2 separate regions of the Mus musculus genome follow, and region 1 is linked to region 2. Evidence: chromatin contacts called from public HiChIP or PLAC-seq data. All regions are on one chromosome and are shown on one strand. Each heading gives the region's core, a stretch centred on a gene start, on an enhancer-like site or on the middle of the called end of the contact. The rest is flanking DNA. Distances are from core to core; before and after follow the strand shown.

The links. HiChIP or PLAC-seq counts read pairs in DNA pulled down with a chosen protein or histone mark.
Region 1: a contact with region 2 is called in an H3K27ac HiChIP or PLAC-seq map of extraembryonic endoderm stem cells, with 3 times the contacts expected there. The contact joins two enhancer-like sites. A contact is called at or near these places in 1 of 15 datasets of contacts at CTCF or cohesin (the NIH/3T3 cell line), 7 of 484 Hi-C or Micro-C datasets (cerebellar granule neurons, cranial neural crest, embryonic fibroblasts and 4 more) and 7 of 115 datasets of contacts at active chromatin or transcription factors (craniofacial prominence, embryonic basal ganglia, embryonic forebrain and 4 more).

The regions. Positions count from the first base shown.
Region 1 is chr10:13,980,233-13,987,074 of GRCm38.p6, forward strand. All of the region lies in intron 1 of Hivep2 (human immunodeficiency virus type I enhancer binding protein 2), which reads left to right. Among named protein-coding and RNA genes, the nearest start is that of Hivep2, 17 kb to the left of the region's middle. Within about 2 kb of position 2,754, at least 299 of the 459 cell types and tissues checked have an H3K27ac peak or open chromatin away from gene starts, as enhancers often do. A contact at or near this core is called in extraembryonic endoderm stem cells, where this site is marked.
Region 2 is chr10:13,573,843-13,581,607 of GRCm38.p6, forward strand. No RefSeq gene overlaps it. Among named protein-coding and RNA genes, the nearest start is that of Pex3, 25 kb to the left of the region's middle. Within about 2 kb of position 3,394, at least 18 of the 459 cell types and tissues checked have an H3K27ac peak or open chromatin away from gene starts, as enhancers often do. A contact at or near this core is called in extraembryonic endoderm stem cells, where this site is marked.

The DNA.
Region 1 (6,842 bases), core at 1,504-4,003, 410 kb after region 2:
TGTAGCAGAAAAAGCACCTTGAACCAGAAGACGCCATAGTTCAATATTATGGTCTGTGTTCACAATTAATATGTTTATTCACAAGTTGATATGCTTTATTGCTGCTATACTGGTCTTTCTATCTTCAGTCTGTGCTAAACTTATAATAGTATTACTTTCATTTAGTCCATAATTAGGATTATAAAACAGGAGAATTTTTAACCATCCCCTTTGTTCTTTCCAGAGTCATCATCAGGAACATAATATAAACCAGAGAGCATGAGGCTTGAATAAAATCTTCACTGACCCTAGATAGTATTTGGGCAGTCACTTGTAACTTATGGCTTGTTAATTTTATACCAGTGACATGATTTGAAAGAGTAAGTAACAATCCGCACTCATAAAAAGAAAAAAGAAAAACAAAAGAAATGTTTAGGGCAGACTTACTCAATAAAACAACACTTGAGATGGGGGTACGTGTTGAAACTCCTAGGAGAGGGATCACTCAGGAGACGGACAAAACACGGAAGGTTTTCATGGGATCGGATACATTAGGCTCCCTCCCCTATGCAAGGATGGATGCTTCGACACTGTTGGGATTTAAACGTTGCTGTGTGTGTATCTCTGTCTGTGTCTGGAGAATGACTCTGTGGTTAAGAGCACCTATTGCTCTTGCAGAGAACTTTGGTTTGGTTCCCAGCACCCTCGTGGTGGCTCACAACCATCCCTAATCTACTTGCAGGGCATCCGGTGCCTTTTTCTGACCCGTGGTTACTGTATGCATGCGGTGCAGACAAAATACCCATACATATAAAGATAAAATGAATCGAAAACTTACTTTATAAGTTGTTGTGTCCATGCTAAGGAAACAAGGAATTTGGAATGATTATCTCTTAGACCCTGCCAAGAGTCACTGTAAGGCATCGCCTCCCTGAAGCAGAGCAGAGGTAACATAGAGCATAGTTCAGGTCTTTACAAGTCTGTTGGCTCCCCAGCTGAGTGGACATTTAAATACTCAGAGCTTATTTCTGACTGACAGTTTAATTATGTGCTGAGTAAATGGAATATTTTAATATTATGTAAATTATACGCAAATTTAAACTGATGATGCAAAAACCCTACTTTTTTCTTAGGGTGTTAAGGTGAAAAGACAAGAGTGGTCAAAGACACATTGGTTTTGGGTCACTATAATGGCATCCTTTGATATTGCCTTAGACAGTGAGGATTGAATATGGCAGTTGACATTCATCAGATTCCATGTTTATGCCCATTTAGCATAAAAAAATTAGTACCCTTTAACAAAGGGAAGGTGGTGGATCTGACTTGCAGCTCAGCTGGTGGAGACTGTACCTGGTTTGATCCCTGCATCGCAATGGTACATACCTATTATCTCAACACTAAAAAGCTAGAGGCAGGAGGATCACAAGTTTTAGGTCACCTAGCTAGAGAAGTTGTTTCTTAAATAATGTATACAGAACCCTAAATATGTTTAAAAAATCATGTCTTAGATCAGCTTAAGGTTCATAGCAAATTGAGCAGATAGATATTTCTCATTCAGCTTACCTGTGTGTATACTGCTGCCTCCCCGCTTCAGTTAGTGAGGAAGACCTGCTACTCCAAAGATTTATATTGAGAAATTACCATTGCTGAAGGTCATCATGTAAGGCTGTAAATGTCTCTTATCATGTCCTGCGAAACACTGCATAGTTGAAATGTTAGAGACGGTGGTTCAGTGCCTTCATACTGGTTTGTCATGAGAACAGAAGTTATCATTTTTTCTTGTAATTAACAATCTATCTCATTAGCAAACTGAAAGGAAACTATTTCAGTTTTTATTTCATAATAATTATACAATACCTTATGGTCTTATTTTTAACCACTGTTAACCTTAACCCACTGACTTGTAGAATTACCCAGGGTTATCATGGTTATGGCTTGAAACGAAATACAAGTCTGGAAATTGAGGCTAAAGAAAAAAAAAAATCAGTGGCTTAAAAACTATAAATCGATCATTTTTCCCTTAAAATATTTTGGTCCTGTTTTTTGTTGTTATTATCCAGGGTAAGAGCAAGACCAAATAGATCTTAGGAGACTTTTAAGAAATAAATTACGAGCATTAAAGACCTCAGTAGGTGGAAGTTTATGCTGTGCAGTGGGTATTTAATGAGAACATAGCATTTCCTGTTTGTCTTCGACTTCATTGGAGGTGCGCAGTATGGAAATCAGCTTTCATTTCTGCCATGTGTCAGTTGTTTAAGGAATCAATATTGGAGATAAAAAGTGGGGCTCGAGGGGAGGAAGGGGGAGGGCAGGCAACTTTTGATGCTTTAAAAGATTCCTGGTAGCCAGGTGTGGTGGCGGACGCCTTTAATCCCAGCACTTGGGAGGCAGAGGCAGGTGGATTTCTGAGTTTGAGGCCAGCCTGGTCTACAAAGTGAGTTCCAGAACAGCCAGGGCTATACAGAGAAACCCTGTCTCGAAAAACAAAACAAAACAAAACAAAACAAACAAAAAAAAGATTCCTGGTAGAGAGTCCTATTAGGGAAACTGCAATCAGGATCGGGCAAGGAAAGTGCTTCTTCAGCCTCTGAAGATGCATGCCTCTTCTTGCTGGGGCCGGGCGGGGGTTGGTGGGCGGGAGTTGAGTCCTGCAGGACCGTAAGGCGTCAGGTGGCCTCTTGTGGGACTGCAGACCCGGGAGGCGCAGCGTTGCAGCGGGAGTCTCAGCGCACGCCCCCGCCTGCGAGCCCCCGCCCTGCCGGCAGCTGACCTTTGGCCCAGGGGCGGCCATCCGAAGGCGCTGACTGCGATGACGTCTCCCTGGCTGTCAGTGCACAACAGGAAATGCTCTCCGCCTCCCCACTTCCTGCCTGGAGAAAGTGGGGCTCGCTGCTCTAGCAGCCGGCCTAGTTTCGGGGCCCATGCGGAGCACCCTGGTTGCGCAAGGGCTCTGGGTGCAAGGCCTGGCAGGGGCTGCCTGGGCGGAAAGCCAGGGTGAGCACTGGCCGCGGACCGCCCAGCCTGGGGACCCCGAGCATCCGGAGGGGTCCCGGAAAGGAGGCCCCAGTGCTGAATAATGCTGACCTCACAGGGCCTCTGTTGATTCTCTGTTGTAAAGCCCTGACAGGAAGCCTCCTCTTTAACCCTCCTTCCAAAGGCCACCTTTGACTTTGTTGTGGAAATACTGACAAGGGCATCTGGGGCAAAACCTAAATATCAGGCCTGGGGACCCTGCAGGACAGACCCCTTCATAGTCATTTAAGCCATTGTTTAGGTAAAGTGAGGTTTTCTTTTCTTTCTGTGTGTTTTTTTTTTTTAAATATGAACCATTTTGCAAACTTAGGACAGTAATACATCAGTAGCTGTGGATGTATTATCTCGAATTTGCAGATATTTTGCTGATCTCTTTCTCCCTGGTAGACTTCAAACAACGGAAACCAAAGCACGTCAACCTAGGCTTATTAATAAGACATGTTTACATAACCCTTGAAACTGCATTTTAGAACGATATACAATCTATAATTTAGTACCGCGGATGCCCGTGTCGCGCATGCTTGCCAGTACGATAAAGGGAAGAGCCGTCAGCTAAGCAAGCATTGTGCTTATTTCCCTGGCTGACTCATGAATAGGCTTTGTCATGGGAGACTGTTCTTCTGGCCACACGGCCAAAATGCCAAAGTTCACTGGGAGGTCTACTGAGGTTTCTTATGTCAAACACTTGACAGAGTTTTAGTTAGATGAAAATACTGTGTAGTAGTTTCTATTAAACCCCAGGAATATTGTGGAACACGCACTTTACTCTCTGTGTTCTGCTACACTGACCTATGCTTTTGAAAGCGTAGCTTAAATGTCCTCACATGATTAGCCCATGTGTGTAGCATATGATGTCATTAGCCTTGGGAACTGTCAACTGATTTATGCAGTGAAGAACTTTAAGGCTATTTGAGAAGAGTTTTAAGTAAGACCTGTGGGTCTTGAAATCATGTCTTTGGTTTGTTTGTTTGCTTGCTTGCTTGTTTTTTTCTTTCTGGTGTGTATCTGTGGGAGGATAGTTTTGTTTCTTTTGAACTTCTACAGATTATAGAAGGCTACTCAGGGAAATAAACTTGGAGCATAAAAATCAGGGCAAGTTGTAGTTGAGGGGGGCTGACATCATTGTGTAGGCATTACCACATGCTAGCACACCTTATCAAACACAGAGCCTAAAGAATGTTAGGCAAGCTTGCTACCACTCAGCTGCACCCATGATGCAATCTTGATTGTTTAACAATTTGAAGAGCAAACAAGACCATGGGAATTAAAATCTCAGTGGAATAGAAGAATGTTACATTAGTAAAAGATTAAATTTGGGAGGTGATTTTCTTGTCCTTGTACTGACATAGGCAGGAGGTACATTGGATGTCCTGTAAACTATTGAAGTACATGTGAATTTCATCTTTGAGGTTACACTATGTTTGAGCCCATTGTCCATTGCTTTTCTGTATGATTTAACCACTTCTAAATCCAGCTTGTCCGTGTATGACATTAGCATTATGCAGATATTTATTTAGTAGTCGATTAATAAGGATCAATTACTCCAGATTTGAATTAACAATAATCTCCAGTTTTTATGCACCTTCTTGTTCGAGGTGCTAAGTAGGATCCTTAGACTCATTAACTAAATCTCATAATTGTCAGGAGAGTAACATACACTTGTGTGAAAACCATTTTATGAGGAGCCCTTCTGAGTGGTACCAAATTAGAATTTTTATAATATTTATCCAAACCAACATTTGATCTATATTTGTGGCTCAAATATATGTGCTTCATTTCATCCATGAATAGATATGCCTAGTTTGGAGGAAATACTTTTTTTTTAAAAAAAGATTGTATGTATGTATGTTTGTATGTATGTATGTATGTATGTATGTATGTATGTATGTATGTATATGAATACACTGTAGCTGTCTTCAGACACACCAGAAGAGGGCATCGGATCCCATTACAGATGGTTGTGAGCCACCCTGTGGTTGCTGGGAATTGAACTCAGGAGCTCTGGAAGAGCAGTCAGTGCTCTTAACCACTAAGCCATCTCTCCAGCCAGAGGAAATACTTTCTATGGTGCAGAAAGCTCACATGCCTTCATAGAGCTGCCTGACAGCTCCCCCGAGAGCAATAGAAGATGTCTTTTCAACTCTAAGCTGGGAAGTTACATTCTTGGAGGGAAATAAAATAAATAATAAAAAATAAATCATAAAAACACTGCAGAAGAACTTAGAATTATAATTTGAAACATTTTTAAAACGTAATTAAAGCTTCTTTAAGTGATTTATTGGAACACTTTTATTTTCTTATACAAAGGGTTTGCTCTCTACTGTACCTAAGGAACCTTGCAATCAGGGCTGAGTTTGCTCCGTCCTCGCATTATCGCCGATGCCTCCAGCCATGCCCCACCCTGAGCTCTGGCTCCATGTACAGGCGCTGAATGGAGGAGCAGTAGGAGAAAAATGTTGTGGTCATCTCTCGGGTGTCAGATGCATTTTACATTCCTGGCCAAGTTTCAGCATTCTCTTTGTCAAGTAATTTTAAATTCAGCAACAACGAAACAATACCTGAGCTTCTGAAAATGAAATGTAAGCATAATAGGTGCACAATAAATGTTTATTAAATGGAAGTACTGAGAGACACAGGATGCTTGGCAGTCCTGCAGGCCTGGTGCTCCACTTACTGTGTTAGTCATTGACAAACTGCTTTTCATCTAATGAGAGTCTTTAAAAAAAAATTGCATCACCCTATTGATTTACAAGAGGAGACATTTTAGGGGGAGGTGGCAAGCAGCCCACTTGATGCAGAATGATTTTCACCAGCACTTAACCTGTAGGCTCTACTTATCAGTCTGAGATCTGAAGTGCCTTTAAGAGTTTAAATATGCCTAGTGGTTGGTGGTGCCTGCTTTTAATCCCAGCATTCAGGAGGCAGAGGTAGGCCGATCTCTTGAGTAGTTCTGGTCAGCCAAGGTTACCCAGAGTAAACCCTGTGTCTAAAAACAAACAAACAAACAAAACCAAATGTGATTCCAACATGATTGCTGATGCTGATTCTCTAGAGGTCAGGATGATGGGTTGTGCCTGTACCCAGTGCCTAGTGAAGTGCTGAACAGGGCAGGTCTCACCTTGCTGGCCACCTGTACAATCACAGTGGAGCCCAGGATCAGCGGGGCTCTAAGTTTGACTCCATTGTAGTAGGCCTGAATTTTTAAATTTTAAACAAGGACCTCAGTATCTTCTTTTTGTCCGGGCCCTGCAAACACAATAGATAATCTTGAGGGTCTATCCATGACTGTGACAAGATTTTATACACTGGGAATTGGTTACCTCATAGTTGGGGAATTGTCAAATGAGTTAGCATTTTTGGTGTTGGTCATGGGGTCTTGGTTGCTGGGGCAGCTCCTCCTACTTTAGGTGGTTATCTGGATGGTACTAGAATGGACTGCCACTATTGGTATTGCCAGGAAGTAAAACTGTGAGCCACTTAGCTTGTGACACTGGACTGGGGCAAGGCCAGCTCAGAGTGCCTTGACCTTTGGAAGGCAAAACTTGGGAGATACCAAGATAACTAAGGGACAGATATGTATCTGAATAAACAGGAAGGAATATTCATGGTTTACTTCTTGGCTGTAACTCTGCCACAGTTCTGTATCAGCTATATAAAAAGGAGCACAGGGAAGTGTTACGTCTTCGAAGTGGCCAATATCTTGACATTGTAGAACTAATTTTCTGTTAAAGAAGTAAGTACTTTTTAAAAAAGTTGCTCTATGCTCTGGAGCTTAGCAGTGTCAGTGTCCTTAGAAAGCTTTGTGTACACACCCAGAACTGGGTGGTTTT
Region 2 (7,765 bases), core at 2,144-4,643:
TATGTGGCCTAGCAACACAGGTATATTAAGTTGCATGGCTGGGTTTTAAAGGCTAAGTTCGCCTTTCCTCAGATCAGAAGACCTTAGCCATGTGCAACAAATGAAGGGTTTAGAAACTGGCTTTGCCTCCAGCTTCTTTCCAGACATGAATACTCTTCTCCACGTCCCTCTTACGACCCTTGCAAATGGAGACAACCTCAAGCCCTCAACAGTAAGTGATGTGAGCACTGCCAGGAACTGGTGGCACAGTCTCTGAGAAGGCTTTATGGTGAAAACCAGGCACACAGTTTTAATCACTGCCCTTGATTTTGCATTTGGTGGTCTTTCAGCTTCCTCTCACATGTGGTAGCTCGGAAATGTCATGTGTATAAAGGCAGATGACTTTTTCTTTCTTCTTTCCCCAGTCATTCCAGCAGTGCACCAGTCCATCCATATTAGCAGTACTTTTCATGAAAAAGATGCCCTGTACAAATTGCTCTTAAAAACAAAAACAAACCAAAAAAAAAAAAAATCCCCAAAAACAACAACAACGAAAAACCAATGCTAGTAACTTCCCTAAGCCAGTCTACAAAGCTGTCCATCTCATCTGTTGACGAAAGTGGGATTCTGAGCTGATTGAACATCCAGTCTCTTTATCAGATACTCTTTCTTTTCTTCAAGCTGGCTTTGAACATTTGACCTTAGTTTTTTCTACCTTCCAAAAACTGGCATTGCAGGCATGTGCTGTTATATTTGTCTTGAGACACCCTTTCTGCAAGTGTCTTATTCAGACTCTACAACCTGCTTGCTTGCTGCATTGCTATTCTTTTGATTAAGCCAATATCATGATGCATATTATGAAGAAAGTTGGAAATCTTCATATACTTCTGTCGACCCTAGGGGCAAAATGGCATAAGCGTGGCCATACTAAGTAAGATACACTGCTTGCCTGCCCAAAGTGTATTTCTAATGACGAAATCCACCATGTATCCAGTGGTGCTCATTCATCTGTCCTGTACCACTGACAACATAACAGAGACAACGGTCTGTTTCTTTGGGGGAGAACAGATTTAGCAAGCTTAGAGGACCACTGAGGATCCATCAGGATCCTTGAGGGTACTCTGTGTCTACGGCAGTGTTGGGGACCACCATTGAATGAGTAGTTATCTGAAAGTGATATCTTAAAATGGAAGGGGTACTGCCTGAAGAATGAGGAGTTAAAAACAAGTCAGTGACCAACTAACTGATGGAGACAAGCTGAGAAATTCAGTTCTGTGTCCCGCTGAATATAAACATCTGGGATCCTGAGTATGTGCTGCATCTGGCTATCCTAGCTTCCCGTATTGGGAAGCACTGACCTGCGGTGGCATGGGACTCTACACAACGAGAGCAAAAGCTATGTAGGCTTGACTGTTTGAAGCTAGCTCTCACTTGGCTCTCACTGAGTGTCTGTTGGCCAAATGTACCAAGGATGCTTCTGTTGTTCTCCTCTCGCAGAGACTCAGAAACGCCCTTTACCTTATGCAACAGGAGTGCCCAGAGGTTGAACAGTGTGGGAAGTAAATAAAGCGCAATTCCAGCAGCTAACGGCATCCCAAGGAAAGCTTACTATTTGTGGCAAAGAAGAATGAACATGACTATAAACCAAAGGACTTCCCTTCTTACTGGGGCTCTGGTTTGGATCTTGGTCACATGACTCACTGGCCACTTCTCCACATATGTAATCAGAATAACAAATGATATGTTACATCTGAAAATGCTTCAGAAATTAAAGTTCCAGATGAAGTCCAGGTGTTATGATTATGTAAGACACAAACTGCAAAAAGTAGCCCCAGATAACTCAAGAAAATCATACTCAAGCCAGAGCAGGGAGTGGACCTTGTCCATCATGGACACAGCTCTCACCTGTCAAAATGCCAGGGTAAAACTTTGATGAAATTACTGAACTATCCTCAACAGCAACAGAATTATGAAGACACTCTGAGATAACGAGTCCTTTTTTATTGTGAATGAAGATTTTTCATGTTTATTATGCAGGTTATAGGAACTACCCAAATCGTTGAATTGCTCAAGATGGACTTTGACTGAAGTAATAATGAGTAAAGTACTATTTGTTGATCAAGTGAAATTTATTCCCTAATTATGATATATAATTTACATAAGGCAGAGTTCTTCTAATTATGAAATATCTTATCTTAATGGCTCACAAGACACAATCAACATTTTCTCCCTCAAATTAAAGTGAACAATGAACAAAAACAGTACAGACAATAAGAGTCCTTATTGGGAATCTGAGGCAGGAGGATTACCAAAAATTGAAGCTTATACCTGGACTGATTGAAAAAATGAATTCCTGGACTACCTGAGATACATAAGAAAACCCTCTCTGAAACCAGCAAACAAAGCAATAAATAGAATAAAAAGGAAGAAAAGTGAGACTCAAAACAGCAAAGGACCCATTGGAAGTCAGGAAATTAAGGACCCAAGATGAAGGAGGAGCTTTTATTTTTAATTAATTAATTTATTTATTTTTACTTCTTCACTTTTCTCTTTTCAGTCATCCCCTCCCACAACCTTCCCCTGCCCCGGGCCCCCATCTCCTTCTCCTTCTGAGTGGGTGGGGCTACTTTGGTATCCCCCAATCCTGGTACTTCAAGACTCTTCGAAGCTAGGTACTTCCGCTCCCACTGAGGCCAGACAAGGCAGGCCAGCTAGAAGAGCATATCCCACATACAAGCAACAGCTTCTGGGATAACCCCTGCTCCACTTGTATGGGTCCCACATGAAGGCCATGTTTCACATCTGCTACTTATGTGCACAGCCAAACAGTGTATGGAGCTTGGGGACTCTTATGGAAGAGTAGAAAGAAGGATGGAAGGAGAGCCTTAAAGGATGAAGTTGGGCTTCCATGGCTAGAGGATAGAACTGGGATGTTGGAGACTGTGGGGATGGGACAGTGGTTTAGATGATCCTGGCTGGGTACACTGGATCTTAGCCACAGTCAGAAGTCCCTGTCAGTGAAGGAAGCAGTCCTGGGTTAAGACTCAAACATGAAGGTGTTTTGGAATGCACCATCAGGGCTCACAGGAATCAACAAGGAGTCAGGAAGGGATTAGCAAACATCCCTGCTAAGGTTAAAATTAGCATGAATTTGACCTGCCCTTCTCAGTGCCTGGATGGAAACTCTCCTTGGTTAAGATCCAGAAGTGAGGGTTTCTAAAACCTTAGACCAGAGTTTGAAGATAAGCGGATTTGTTCAGGAATGTTGCCTTTGTTCGTAGCCTTGGATCATTACTGAAGGTATTTAGGAGACAGCGGAGTGGCACGCTTTGTTTGTGGTGGTTCTGTCCCTTATTTATAGATGGAATGTTTGCCATGGAAGACCTTGATCTTGCTTTTGCACAGGATGAATGCGTTGCTAGAAACACCAGCCATCTCGGTGTTGTCCTTAGCACTGAAACAGGATCGCACGTAGCCACACTCCCCCTTCTTCTGTGCTTGCTCATTATTTATCCTGGACTTATCTCAAAGACAGATTAAAGGACAAAGCATGAACCTACAAGCAATCCCTAACCTCAAATATTTGATCTATGTCATCACATCTGAGTAGTTCAGAATCTTAGAAAAGACAAACCGGGGAGTTTGGCTTCTCTCTGCCCCTTTAAAGGAAGAGTCAATGCAGCTTCTCTACATGCTCAAGTCACCCATTGGTAGCCCTTTCTAAATCTTAAGGCAGTACACAAACCATCTTCCTGTGGCATAGATCTGTCACTCCAAAATTAAAAGTAAGCCAGATGCTACTTGCCTCAAGAGAAACCTATAAGTTAAGTTAAAAAAAAAAAATCAATTTTTGTATATGGGATGGATCCCCGGATGGGGCAGTCTCTGGATGGTCCTTCATTCTGTCTAAGCTCTGAACATTGTCTCTGTAACTCCTTCCATGGGTATTTTGTTTCCCATTCTAAGAAAGAACAACAATATGAACTAACCAGTAACCCCCAGAGCTGTGTCTCTAGTTGCGTATGTAGCAGAGGATGGCCTAGTAGGCCATCGTTGGAAGGAGAGGCCCTTGGTCTTGTGAAGATTATATGTCCCAGTACAGGGGAATTCCAGTGCCAGGAAGCGGGAGTGGGTGGGTTGGGGAGCAAGGCTGGGGGAGGGTATAGGGGACTTTGGGGATAGCATTTGAAATGTAAATGAAGAAAATATCTAATAAAAAAACAAGGAAAAATCAATTTTTGTGTTTGTAAGTTTAAGTACCTATATATTGTATTTAGTTACAGTGAGGTGCCTCAAAATATTGGAAACATAATTTATTAGGTATCTCTCTGGCTTTAAGAGACCTGTCAGTGCATAGTAGGTAGTTTGTTTACAAGGAGACAATTAGTCATTGATGTGGCCAGTCATTTCAATAACAATAAAAACTGCTAAGAATTATGTTGGCTGAGTTCATAATAAACTCCTTACAAATATTACCTATTGGTCATAAGTAGTCACCATGTAAATATAAATATTGGCTATTATAATCAATCAAGTAGGGGTTCTTATGACCACTCCTTTCACAGATGGGGAAATTAAGGCTTATAGAGATTAACTAGCCTGGTATCACACAAGGCCAGAATTGAGCCCACATCTGGATGGTTACAAAGCCCATTTACCACCATGTATTATTGCTTAATAAATAGCCCTACAGATAACATTATGCTAGATTTTCAACAAGGAGAATTTCTTTTTCCTTGCTGTTATCTTAAGACTTTTAAAAATAAAACTTCAAGCATTCATTTTAAATGAGTTTTATCCCTATAAAAGCCATCCAAACAGCACAGCAGATTCTCAAATGTTAACTTCTTACATAACTCCAGTGATCAAAAACAGGAAATTAATATTGATATGAATTCTCTTCATGGCCAACAGGCTTCATGCAAATTTTACCACTTTTCCCACTAAGTCCCAAGGTCTCAGCCAGGAGGACACACTCCTGTCATGTCTCCTTCTAGACCAGTTCTGTAGTGCATGACCTAGAGCAAGGAGGTCTCCCTCTGTCCTTACCCAGGCTGCTTTGCTTGTTTGGTGTGAGTCGCTTGAGTCCAGAATGCTTCCATAATCTTCCTTTGTCAGCCATGACTCTTAAAAAATGCGGACTAGTTATTTTTTTTTCCAGAAACATTTAAATTTGGGTTCATCTAAGGTTTCTTCATGAATAAATTTGGGTGTGCCTTTGTTAATGTTGACAACTCTCAAAGTTATGCTGTGCATTTCTGGGTGTTTTGCAGCAAGTCCTGCCCCAGGTTGGTTTGTTGAGCTGCCATTGACGTTGAGTTTGGCCCTTTGGCTAAGGTGATTTTAGTCATATTTATCTGCTGTAAAACATTTCCCCTGCAACTAGCACGTTTTTGTTGGGAGTATATTTTGAGACCATGTTACTATGGTCCCTTCTAATTTTATCACCCGTTCGTGATTCTTTCTTAGCATCAGGATTGCTGTGTGGATACCGGCTTTCTCCCTCACCGTTACTTCTGTGCTTGGAATTCTATTGTGAGGGAAAGCTTTCTCTTCTTATCTATTTACTTTTTTGGTTATTTATATCAGAATAAAATCATGGACTTGTACCGAGTCTCACTATGTACCCTAGGCTGACATGGAACTTGGTATGTAAACCAGACTGTCCTCCAATTCACAGAGATCTGCTTGTCTCTGCCTCCAGAGTGCTGGGCTTAAAGACATGCACCACCATGCCTAGCTAAAATAATGGCTTTTCTTTTTGATTCTCTAATAGCCTATTCCTAACATTATTTTTTTTAAATTACCTCATATTCAAGATAATGCCTTCAGGAGATTACTGTGTCTTTTGATATTTCTTCCATTACTTAAAAATTTTTGAAACTACAATTTAATTACAACATTTCTCTCTGTCTTTTCCCCTCCCAACCCTGCCCCATATACCTTTCCCTGCTCTCCTTCAAATTCATGGCCTACTTTTTGCTAATTGCTATTGCATGCACATATGTATACATATAAATATTGCTAAGTATTGCTAAGTTGAGTTCGCATAATGTTACCTGTATGTGTGTTTTCTAGGCTGACTCTTTAGCAGTGGGGAAGCCCTCTTTCTTCTCCCTCTCTTGGCTTCCCTCGATTGCCTATAGTTCTTTATGAGGCCTCATGAGCCTTTCTCTGTCCAGTTTGACATGTTCATTGATGTCGTGCTTCTTCAGTTCATGTGCAAGCAGCCACGCTGGCGAGACTTGATGGCTGTAGCTTCTGATATTACCTGCTCTGACATTGTGCTGTGCATTTCCAAGGGTTTCGCAGCTAGACCTGCCCCTTGTTGATTTGTCGAGTCTCTTCTGCATCATGACTCGAGCCTTAGGTGCATGAGTGTTTTGAATGTGTATCCATTAGTACAGGGCTGCGAAGCTCTTCATTGTCACTGGTTGTGGTTTTCTGTAGTGGTCTCCCATCTGTTGCAAAGAGAAGTTCTCTTGATAAGGGTTGAAGCCTACACTTACTTGTGGGTATAAGGACAAGTGTATATACATTATTATTAGGGATTATGCTGGCTTAGTAAATTAGTGGCTGTAGATTCTCCTTCAGTAGCCATGACCTCACTAGCTGTGTTTCCAGGACAAGGGGTGGTTTCCCAATTTTTTTTCTGCCTATTGTTTGGTTTAGGCTACCCCCACCAACTCTCCAATGGGCTGAGGTGTATTTTTACATACCAAAGCAGACCTGGCCTCCAGGTTCTCCCAGCATCCCTCAGCCCCTACCTGGCATACCTTGTCCCCAGCTCTGAACTTTCCAGCCTAAGGGCTGGGCTGCCCTTCCAGAGGCGCCTCCCAGACATTTTGTAATCTCTCTCTCTCTCTCTCTCTCTCTTTCTCTCTCTCTCTCTGTCTGTCTCTCTCTTCTCTGTCTACACACACACCCTTTTTTCTCTCTTTCACCCATGCCCCCCTTCTCCATGGCAACTTCCCTGGTATTGGTCCTTGGGGTCAGTGAACTCACCCACCTCAGAGCAGCTTCCCACTAACCCTGCCTTTGATACAATTTAATTCAGCTTGAATCAGCTCATTTCACTGGCTGCAGAGAAATAGCCTGTCACCTAGATCTGGGGTCCGCCATTCTCCAAGGGACCCTGGTGTCTTTTGTTGAGAGTGGTAGTTAGGAGCCCAGATATAAGTACTGAATATGTTGGTTCCTATTAGAGTGTCTTTGATTCTGTCGCTCTGAGTATGTTATAGTACATGTGCACTAAGAGCTCTTCAGAGCCATGCATCCAAGGCCTCAGTCTGGTCTCTATCCATGACTCCTTCTTCTGTTTATGCAGTCAGAGTCACTTGCCACAAAACATTATTTACTCCATATTAGAATCGCCAGCCGTTTCCTGTACCCCTTTAAGTACATTTATGCATAGGACATTGTGTCTTTAGTTCCTGTCTCAGTGTCTTAGCTCCTGACATAGTCAGGGTTTCTATTCCTGCACAAACATCATGATCAAGAAGCAGTTGGGGAGGAAAGGGTTTATTCAGCTTACACTTTTAGCATTGTTGTTAATCACCAAAGGATGCAGGACTTGAACTTAAGCAGGTCAGGAAGCAGGAGCTGATGCAGCAACCATGGAGGGATGTTACTTACTGGCTTGCTTCCCCTGGCTTGCTCAGTCTGCTCTCTTATAGAACCCAAGACTACCAGCCCAGAGATGACACCACCCACAAGGGGACCTCCCCGCTTGATCACTAATTGAGAAAATGCCTTACAGCTGGATCTCGTGGAAGCATTTCCCCAA